Regions from separate parts of the Sus scrofa genome. Here region 1 is linked to region 2. The links are chromatin contacts, called in public promoter capture Hi-C maps. All regions are on one chromosome and are shown on one strand. The core of a region is the stretch at or near the end of the contact, and the rest is flanking DNA. Distances in the headings are between cores, read along the strand shown.

Region 1 (4,388 bases), core at 1,755-4,254, 68 kb before region 2:
TGAATCATTTCTTCCCAGGCCTTCTCAGAAAGGCTTGGCTTCCAAACCTGTGGCTTTGTTCTCTACCCATTGGCCAGAAAAGGCCATACGTAAATTATTCTATCAGGGTAGGAATCGCGTGATGTTGCACTGGACACTTTCTGGAAAGAGATCTGATGAAGCCGAGATACACTCTGCTCCTGATTTAGGGTTAAGCCAATGCTGCTGTTCCTGTGTTTGGGCAGAATTCTTCACCTCCACTGATCGGCCGCACTTTATTGAAATAACTGCGTTGTGAAGTAAATCTTCACCTCCTGATTTAATACTGCTTGGAGTCAACACAAAGGTGATTTTATTTTTTTACTTCTCCCAGGAAAGAGAGCTGCATGCAATTTCCCCCCCTTCTTTCATTGTGTTTTGTTTTGTTTTGGCCCCTGGGCCAGGGATGGAACCTGAGCCACAGCAATAACCTGAGCCACAGCATGGACGACGCCAAGTCCTTAACCACTAGGCCACCAGGGAACTCCTCCCCTGATGTCTTGAGTTTTCTGTCCCACTACTTTTTTTCCCTCCAAGATAATGCAAAAGAGAATTGGAGGCAAAACTGAAGGAAGTGAACACACTCTCCTTGGCATGAATTGAGTCATTGGAAGCGCCGTTTTCCTTTCCTTGGTCCTTGCTAAGAACCAGGCATTAACAGCACAGCTCCGGGTGTTGTGTACCCCGTACCGTCAGTCCAGTAGAACCAACTGCCCTACCTAAGTACCTGGACCCAGTGATGGGTGAGCAAGCCCTGCTCGGTTTCTTTGAACAGACAAATATGATTTCTGTCATGTGGGACAGTGTTTTGACAGTGAAGTCCAGTACCTCAAGTCATTGTCACCGACTTTAGATAAAGTCCAAAAAAGTACGGAACACCCTCCTAGGCATACCCACGGTTGTCAGGGGTTTTATTTTAAACGGGTTCCAAGCAACCATGTGACAGGGCACTTGCCTCCTACAGAGGCCTCCAAAGTGATGGAAGGTGCCATTACCCTCAAGGGAAGAGACAGTTGCTCTTTTGCTTTGTTTGGTTCCTCCCTGTGGAAAGAGAAGCCATCTTGCTAGAAAGATCTGGAGTCCGTTGTTACCCAGGTAGAAGACCTGGCTGCCTCAGCAGCTCTTAGCACAGGGAAGAGCCCCTCTTAGGCCCTAGAGCTGCAGACCAGCCTTTCTCCCCATCCCCGATTTTCCTTGCCCCAGGCCTGAGCCCTGGACCAGATTCAAGCCTCATGGCTGGTACACTGGCTGGTGGACCACTGGGGCCTGCGGCTCCTTCTCATGTTGGCTGTCGCGTTCGTTTCTTTTCCCCGTAGGAGTGCCTTACAGTACTGCCTAGTGCTTCTAGTCTAGACTATCTGACCCACTTGAAGCTTGCAGGACCCTTCGCCTGAACATGGGTCACTTCGCTTCTTCTGTACTTGCTGCTCTTCATACAGGCATGCTTGGAGCCCGCATATTCCGCACGCATGTCGACCTTCCACCTTCACGCAACCTGGTGCCTTAACCTCATGAGTACAAGGATGCCTGCTGGAAACACGTGGTCAAAGTAGACTACGGTGGGAACGCCGGCTTCCTGGTGCCATTGACGCTTTTACCAGGAAATACAAAAGATACACCCGCATCACGTTTCAACTCGGTCGTATGCTGTTTTCCAGATCACTTTTTTTGTTTGCTTGCTTGCTTTTCATTAACCAAACTCAGGGGAATGTCATGATGTCACCAAGGCCAATGGGTAGAGAAATTTGAACCGGTTATTTAGATTTGAATCTGTAACGTCAGTGACCTTAGCCTGTTGCAGGTTAAAAAGTTACACAAACACAAGGATTTTCTTTTCCTTTACCATATAAAGGGTTTTGGTATTTTATTTTATTTGGCCACCTGATTTCCAAATGGGAAGTGGGAAGCCAGTTGGATGAATTATAATAGAAACATTTCTGTGTGGCATGGGCCGTCCACCAAGCTATTACGTTAGGCTTTCACCACCGGAGACCCCGGTTCTGATTTTAGTCGCCTATCAGGATTTTATTGTGAAGAGTTAGTAGCCTCCCTTAGAAGATTTAAGGGGGAAAAAAAAAATCTGTCTTCTTTAAGGAACAGTAAAAGGAGGGAAAATGCGTAGGTTGCAAATGCAAAGTATTGAATGTGGGGTGTGGAAGGCTTCTGCACGACATGTTCTTCTGCTCCTGGGTCAGATCAGTGTCATTTTCCCTTATTTCTGCTCATGCTGGACAGAACGATCCAAAATGTGGGGTTTGGCTATTACTACGTAACTCTGTGTTGAGCTATTTGTAATAGCTCCTGTGGTAACTTATGTATGTGCTGTTTCTGTCTTCTGGATTTTATTGCCTTTTGTTCTGGCATAACATCCATATTTTTGTTTACATCATTTTTAAAATATCAGTAACTATAATAATATAAAGTGAAGTTGTGTTGTGGACAAGACCCCTCGTTTTTATGGTCATCTGTCATATAATTTAAGTGCACCCGTTCCCCGTGTATAAAGTTATCTTTCTCTCAATAAACAGTGCAGAAAGTACTTTCTTGTCTCATAACCACTTCATTAAAATGCTGTTTTGTGGGGGTGGCGAAAGCCCAAGATGAGCCCTGGAAGTTAATACGAAGGCAAGAGTTGAGCTTTATTGAAAGTGAGCTACTGGGGTTTTTAAATAGCTCTTAGTATTACTCTTACAGAGAGACTCTGGGTTTTTTCTAAAGTCATCAGCCTCAGTATGCTCATCAGCCTTTCCTATGCTTATGAAAAATATAGCGTAACTTTTAAAAAGATGCAGATGCAGTTTTACAGGCTGCATGGGGAAGTCAAGCCATGATTTCTCTCTGGTCTGAAACAAACCAGCCCAAGCCACCCATGGCGTGTCCAGTATAGCTCTTCCCCAAGCCTTCTTGCCCCCGTGTTATCTCACCACCAATCGGAGGGACAAGTGCCAGGCAGTAGGCCCATGCCTAGTAGCCAGAGTACTAGTCATTCCCGAGCCCATGCTTCCAGAGCGAAGACTGAAAATAAAGCAGAGTTGTCTGTGAGAGGACAGCCACCCTCTGGGAGTTGGGAGGTGAATGGAAATTCGGCACTTCTTCCTGGGCAGGCCCTCGCCCCACCACCAAACAGCCCGTGGACGCGGCCATCCACTTGCAACCTTTCAAAAGCACCCTTTAAACTCACTTTCTCAAAGAAGACATTGAAGAGACCAGAAAAGGTGCTTCTGGTTAAACATTGACCAAAGCTGGACTCTGAGCCTCACTCTCTTGGACACACCTAAACAAGTTCAGGGCCAGGTGCCCTCCTCCACCCCCAGGAAACCAAGCGGGGCTCATGTCCATTCTGTCCAAGGAACAACTGGACCTCATCTTCCCAAGAAACCGGCCACAATCCACAATAAAAAGAAACGAGTTAATGTTTCACTGAAGCAAATGAGACACGAGGTAGTCAGAGCCATGATGCATGATTCATGGGACAGGTTAGCTTTCCCTCAGTGCAGGAAAACCTGAGGGGCTGGATGACTGCAGGAAGTTTTCATGTTATCAGACGGAGATTTTCCAGGGGGTGGAAAGAGACACCGTTTTCTCTCTCCTCGCCCTCAGGAGATGGTGATGGAAACGGCGATTTGAATCTCCCTTAACTCTTTCCCCTGCCCAGTCCTTTGATGGCAGCTCAGATGATGACTTTCATCAGGGCTTCACACATTAAAAACCCCAAAACACGGGAGTTCCCGTCGGGGGCGCAGTGGAAACAAATCTGGCTAGGATCCATGAGGATGCAGGTTCGATCCCTGGCCTCGCTCAGTGGGTTAAGGATCTGGCATTGGCATGAGCTGTGTGTGGTGCAGCTCACAGATGCGGCTTGGATCTGGCTGTGGCTGTGGTGTACACCAGCGGCTACAGCTCCGTTTCGACCCCTAGCCTGGGAACCTCCATCGGCAGCAGGTGGGCCTAAAAAGACAAAAGACAAAACAAAAAACACAAGCAAAGTGTCAGGACCTCATCATAGACAACTGAGTCAGTCTCTCTGGATAGGGCCTGAGTATTTACATTTTTTCAAAAAAAGCTCCTTGGGTGATTCCCATGTGTTCTGAAAGTTCAGATCCACTCGATTAAATGAAGCAAGTTGCCCTGAAAGAGACCTCTGCTTGGCATACTGGTGGGGTCCTCCGTGGGAAGGATGTCAAAGGGACGCGGAGGGACTGACAGGTCTCAGTTGCCCTCTAGCTAACAGCTGCCACCTCCCTTCCTTCCTGCAGACACAGAACAGTACTTTGGAACTTGCTGCTAGTGGATTGCCATTGTTTTCATACGACCTCACCTTTACACCCTCTTTATTTTCTTACGGGTGTGGCTATCATCTATTTATCCAA
Region 2 (4,447 bases), core at 1,633-4,132:
GTTTTCCAGTTTGTTAAACAATAAGTATGACTCAGGAGAAAATTTTGATTTCCATCCTTTCCATGGACTAAATGTGTAACTTCAAGCAAGTCATTATGGTGCCAGTTCCATCTGATTGTTGTGAGGAGTAAATGAGCTAACTCAAATGAATTATTTAGCACCCCGCCTAATACATGTTCAACAGCATATTTTAAACTGCCTTTAAAGTGAAGTAATAGATGTAAAAAAGCAAAAGTCCAAGTGATACAAAAAGCTATACAATGCAAAATAAATTTCTTTTGGCAACATCTTCCCTCTGTTATTACTCCTATTATTAGAGATGTCCAAGCAAAAATAACACTTCCCTGTTGATTATAAAGAGAGAGGTTTTTCAGACGAGGAGATAACATCCTTTGAGTCAGAACCAAGTGAAATAACACAAGTATTCTGGCTAAATGCCAGCATGAGTGATTAACATTCTCCAACTTCAAATAATTTTTATTATTAGCCAACACTTGTCCATCCCCAATAATACACACGTTGCATAAAGACCACAGAATGAGGCAGCCTCTCTTGGCATGTTCACAATCTGTGCATACTTTCCACTGAGGGTTTCCCTTTCTTTTTGATTGCTATTCCATAGCTTTTCAACTCCCACTACTTTCAACTCTGGGTTGTTTGCTGACACTAAGTGCCAAGTAGTTCCAAAAAACAAACAAACAAACAAAAATATGGGAGCACCTGTAGAATTTCAGGAAATGAAAGAGGTAAGGTACATTCTAAACATGTTTATTAAGAGTTTTGTTGTTTGTGAAGCAACTGATATTTCTTTCTTTTAACTCTGAGGCTGGGATTGATACACATATTCTGCATTATTTTTCACAAAGCAGGAGAGAGGGGACCATTCTGAAACAGTCTCTCAGTCTGTGTAGATGGGACCAGGACACAAGAACGACAATCGGCGCGGTCTATCTCAACCCTTTTTTAGTCCAGTCCTGAGTCCTTCAAGAACTCAGGCCCTCTGGCCTTTTTTCCGCCTTCTTCCCAGTCGAAGGAAGGGGTGGGGGAGCGGGAAACAATTCAAACTCTCTTTGTAAGCGTGTGAATGAATTTCAAGAATGCTAAACACCTCAGTCTTCCAACCTAATTAGAACATGTAGAAAAGAGGCATTTTTAGGACATTAAAAACTTGCAGCATAATAACCCATCTGAAGAGCGCCACTGTGCGTCCCAGCGGTCGGGGCGCCCAGCAGGTCTTCCCGCGGGCTCTGGCTGTTCTGTGAGCCCCGGATCCCCGGCGGCGCGCTAGTGCGTGGCTAAGCAGCGGGCAGCCCCGGGGGGGCCGGCGCCTAGCCCATCACAGAGCCTGGAGCCAGTGTTGCTTCTCTCTGCGGGCGACTTGGGAACTGCCTGGACTTTTTAACCCGATAAACTGATAAAGGACTAACCTGTCTCGAGTCTTCCTAAGAGAAAGAAAATCACTTTCCTGTCGCAACAGTAAGATTTTGTTACGAAATGCAAAAGTAAAGGTTAAAGCCTGGGAGCTAACCAGTAGCATAATGGCGGGGGTGGGGTGGGGGGAGAGTGGTGGCTGTTAAAACTGTGGATGCAGCAGCCCAAATATCTCGGTTCAAATCCCAGGTTTGCCATTTGAGCGCCTACTCTATGCCAGGCGCTCAGAATACCGAGCTTCCCAAGATTGTCTAGGTTGTGGCTTTCCTGGGGGTTGCTATTATTAGCTTGGTTGCCTTGGTCAAGTTTCTAAACCTCTTGTTTGTTCACCTGTAAGGAGTGCCTGCCTCATAGAATTGTTGTAAGGATCTGAGACACCCTGTATTAAGATATGAACGATTAACACGCTGTCCGACACACAATAGGGGCTCAGGAAGCGTTTGTTCTCTCAACTTAAGCTCACCTGGTATGAGGACAACGCAGAGAGGAGACAGGTGCCACAGTTAAAAGTGATTCTTTGAGCAGTTCTTTTAAACAAGCGCTGGACTCTAAGGATGCTTAGCTGGAGAGAGGAGACCTGGTAGGGGCCCTGGAAGCAAGGGTTCGTAAGCTAGACCATTACAGAAAAGTGGACAAGGCACGGGTGGGCGCCACTAGAGAACTCGGGAGGGACTTCGAGCTAGGGTTTCCCGCCCCGGGTCTCAAGAAGGCGAAATTAGCATTTGCCCCGCCCCCACTGCTTCCCGGCCCGCGATTGGCCCGCACTCCTCAGCGGCCCGCTCGGGGAGGGGGCAGGAGGGCGCCCGAAGAGAGGCCGATCCCGCGGGGCAGTGGGCGGGGACGCGCGGAGAGCGTGGCGGGGCGGCCCACCAACCGAGCTCCAGCTCAAAGGGGCGGGGTCGGGGCGGAGCCTCCTGGCGGGCATTAGAAGCAGGTGACCCGGGCGGGGCGCAAGAGGCCAGTCCAGCCTGCGGCCGCAAGTGCACTACAGCCGTCGTCGCCGCCGCGCGCCGTTGAGTACCCGCCAGAGGTGGGCGAAAGGGTGCTAGAGCGCGGAGGAGGAGCCGAGTCCCGCACGTCCCGGGAGCGCCGCCACCGCCCCCAGGAATCAGCTGGAGCGCGGAGCCCCCTGCAGGGGAGGAGGCGAGCGGCGGGCGGGACGCGGCGGCGGGCGCGCACCATGCAGTCCTGGCGGAGCCAACACCAGCTGCTGGCGGTACTGTGAGGCCGCGGAAGCCCCCGGTCGCCGCACACCGCCTTCCTTTTGCCCAGGTGCTGCCAGGCGCGCTCGCCCTTGGTGGACCCTGGTGGAAGGCACGGCCGACCCCAGCCCTGTCCCGCTCGGATCATGCAGGGGGCCCCGGAGAAGGAGAGGGCGAGTGACCGGTCTGTGGCGACCTCGTTCAGCGGGCGACCGCCTCTCTAAGACACCCCCACCTGCTGCCATGTGCTGCCTCGGGTACCCAGCTTATCGCCAAACTTTCTCGATGCCAGCTCGGTTCAAAGTCGCGTTTCTGAGCTAAGAGCCCCAGGGACGGAGGATTCAGGCTGGCGACTGACTATCTGCTTCTCACGGGATCCTTCGAGGTGAGAGTACGCGCCTTCTCCTCCTCCCAGTTGTTTTCCCTGCCCTTCTGCCCTTTTCCAGAGGGCTGAGCGCTCTGACCTCGGGGTACAGCGTGGAAGGCCGGGCGGAAAGGGAGGCGGGATGAGAGGCGGGGAGTCTGTAGTTTGGTTTCTGGAGGTGGAGGGAAGGGAAGGGAAAGAGGTTAACTTAGAGATCTGGAGACTGCTCGCGAGGACTAAGCCATTGACGCCCCTCTCCTTGGCAGTGGCAGCAATCTTTCTTCTCCCCCACCTTCTTTTTTAAAGAGTACTTTCCCTGGAATCGGAGCCTTAACTGTCCCTCCTCAGCCCTATCCAGCGAAGAGCTGAGCTCTCCCTGCGGAGGCAGCGCCCTCCCGGAACAGTTTATCTTTGGACGGATTTCTTTAAAAGAAAGAGAAACCAACAGGTTGCCAGCCCCGGCGCCACACAAGTCTGCAGAGAGGGAAGCACGGTCCTGGTTTCCCCTGCCTGAGCTGGCCCCGCTTGGGCTGCGGGAGGAGAGGGGAGGGAGGGGGCTATGGCTCGGCCTGACCCGTCCGCGCCGCCTTCGCTGCTGCTGCTGCTCTTGGCGCAGCTGGCGGGCCGGGCGACGGCCGCTTCCAAGGCGCCGGTGTGCCAGGAAATCACAGTGCCTATGTGCCGCGGCATCGGCTACAACCTGACGCACATGCCCAACCAGTTCAACCACGACACGCAGGACGAGGCGGGCCTCGAGGTGCACCAGTTCTGGCCGTTGGTGGAGATCCACTGCTCGCCGGACCTGCGCTTCTTCCTGTGCTCCATGTACACGCCCATCTGCCTGCCCGACTACCACAAGCCGCTGCCGCCGTGCCGCTCGGTGTGCGAGCGCGCCAAGGCCGGCTGCTCGCCGCTCATGCGCCAGTACGGCTTTGCCTGGCCGGAACGCATGAGCTGCGACCGCCTCCCGGTGCTGGGCCGCGACGCCGAGGTCCTGTGCATGGATTACAACCGCAGCGAGGCCACCACGGCGCCCCCCAGGCCCTTCCCGGCCAAGCCCACCCTCTCAGGCCCTCCGGGGGCGCCGGCCTCAGGGAGCGACTGCGTCGCCGGGGGCCCGTCGGTGTGCAAGTGCCGCGAGCCCTTCGTGCCCATTCTGAAGGAGTCGCACCCCCTTTACAACAAAGTGCGGACGGGCCAGGTACCCAACTGCGCGGTACCCTGCTACCAGCCGTCCTTTAGCCCGGACGAGCGCACGTTCGCCACCTTCTGGATCGGCCTGTGGTCTGTGCTGTGCTTCATCTCCACTTCCACCACGGTGGCCACCTTCTTAATAGACATGGAACGCTTCCGCTACCCTGAGCGCCCCATCATCTTTCTGTCAGCCTGCTACCTGTGCGTGTCGCTGGGCTTCCTGGTGCGCCTAGTCGTGGGCCATGCCAGCGTCGCC

Evidence for each region. Promoter capture Hi-C pulls out the DNA fragments that hold promoters and counts their contacts.
Region 1: a contact with region 2 is called in a promoter capture Hi-C map of liver, with 8 times the contacts expected there. The contact joins the enhancer-like site here to the promoter of FZD5 in region 2. A contact is called at or near these places in 1 of 5 promoter capture datasets (liver) and 10 of 47 Hi-C or Micro-C datasets (adipocytes, embryonic fibroblasts, epiblast stem cells and 3 more).

Annotation. Positions count from the first base shown.
Region 1 is chr15:110,987,292-110,991,679 of Sscrofa11.1, reverse strand. PLEKHM3 (pleckstrin homology domain-containing family M member 3) reads left to right here. Exons shown (of 8, transcript XM_021076249.1): 8 at 1-2,557. Among named protein-coding and RNA genes, the nearest start is that of FZD5, 69 kb to the right of the region's middle. Within about 2 kb of position 3,004, at least 13 of the 83 cell types and tissues checked have an H3K27ac peak or open chromatin away from gene starts, as enhancers often do. A contact at or near this core is called in fetal liver and liver, where this site is marked.
Region 2 is chr15:110,919,297-110,923,743 of Sscrofa11.1, reverse strand. It overlaps FZD5 (frizzled-5), which reads left to right and starts at 2,882. Exons shown (of 2, transcript XR_002339431.1): 1 at 2,882-3,018. LOC110257173 (a long non-coding RNA gene) reads right to left here and starts at 2,273. Exons shown (of 3, transcript XR_002339433.1): 1 at 1,895-2,273.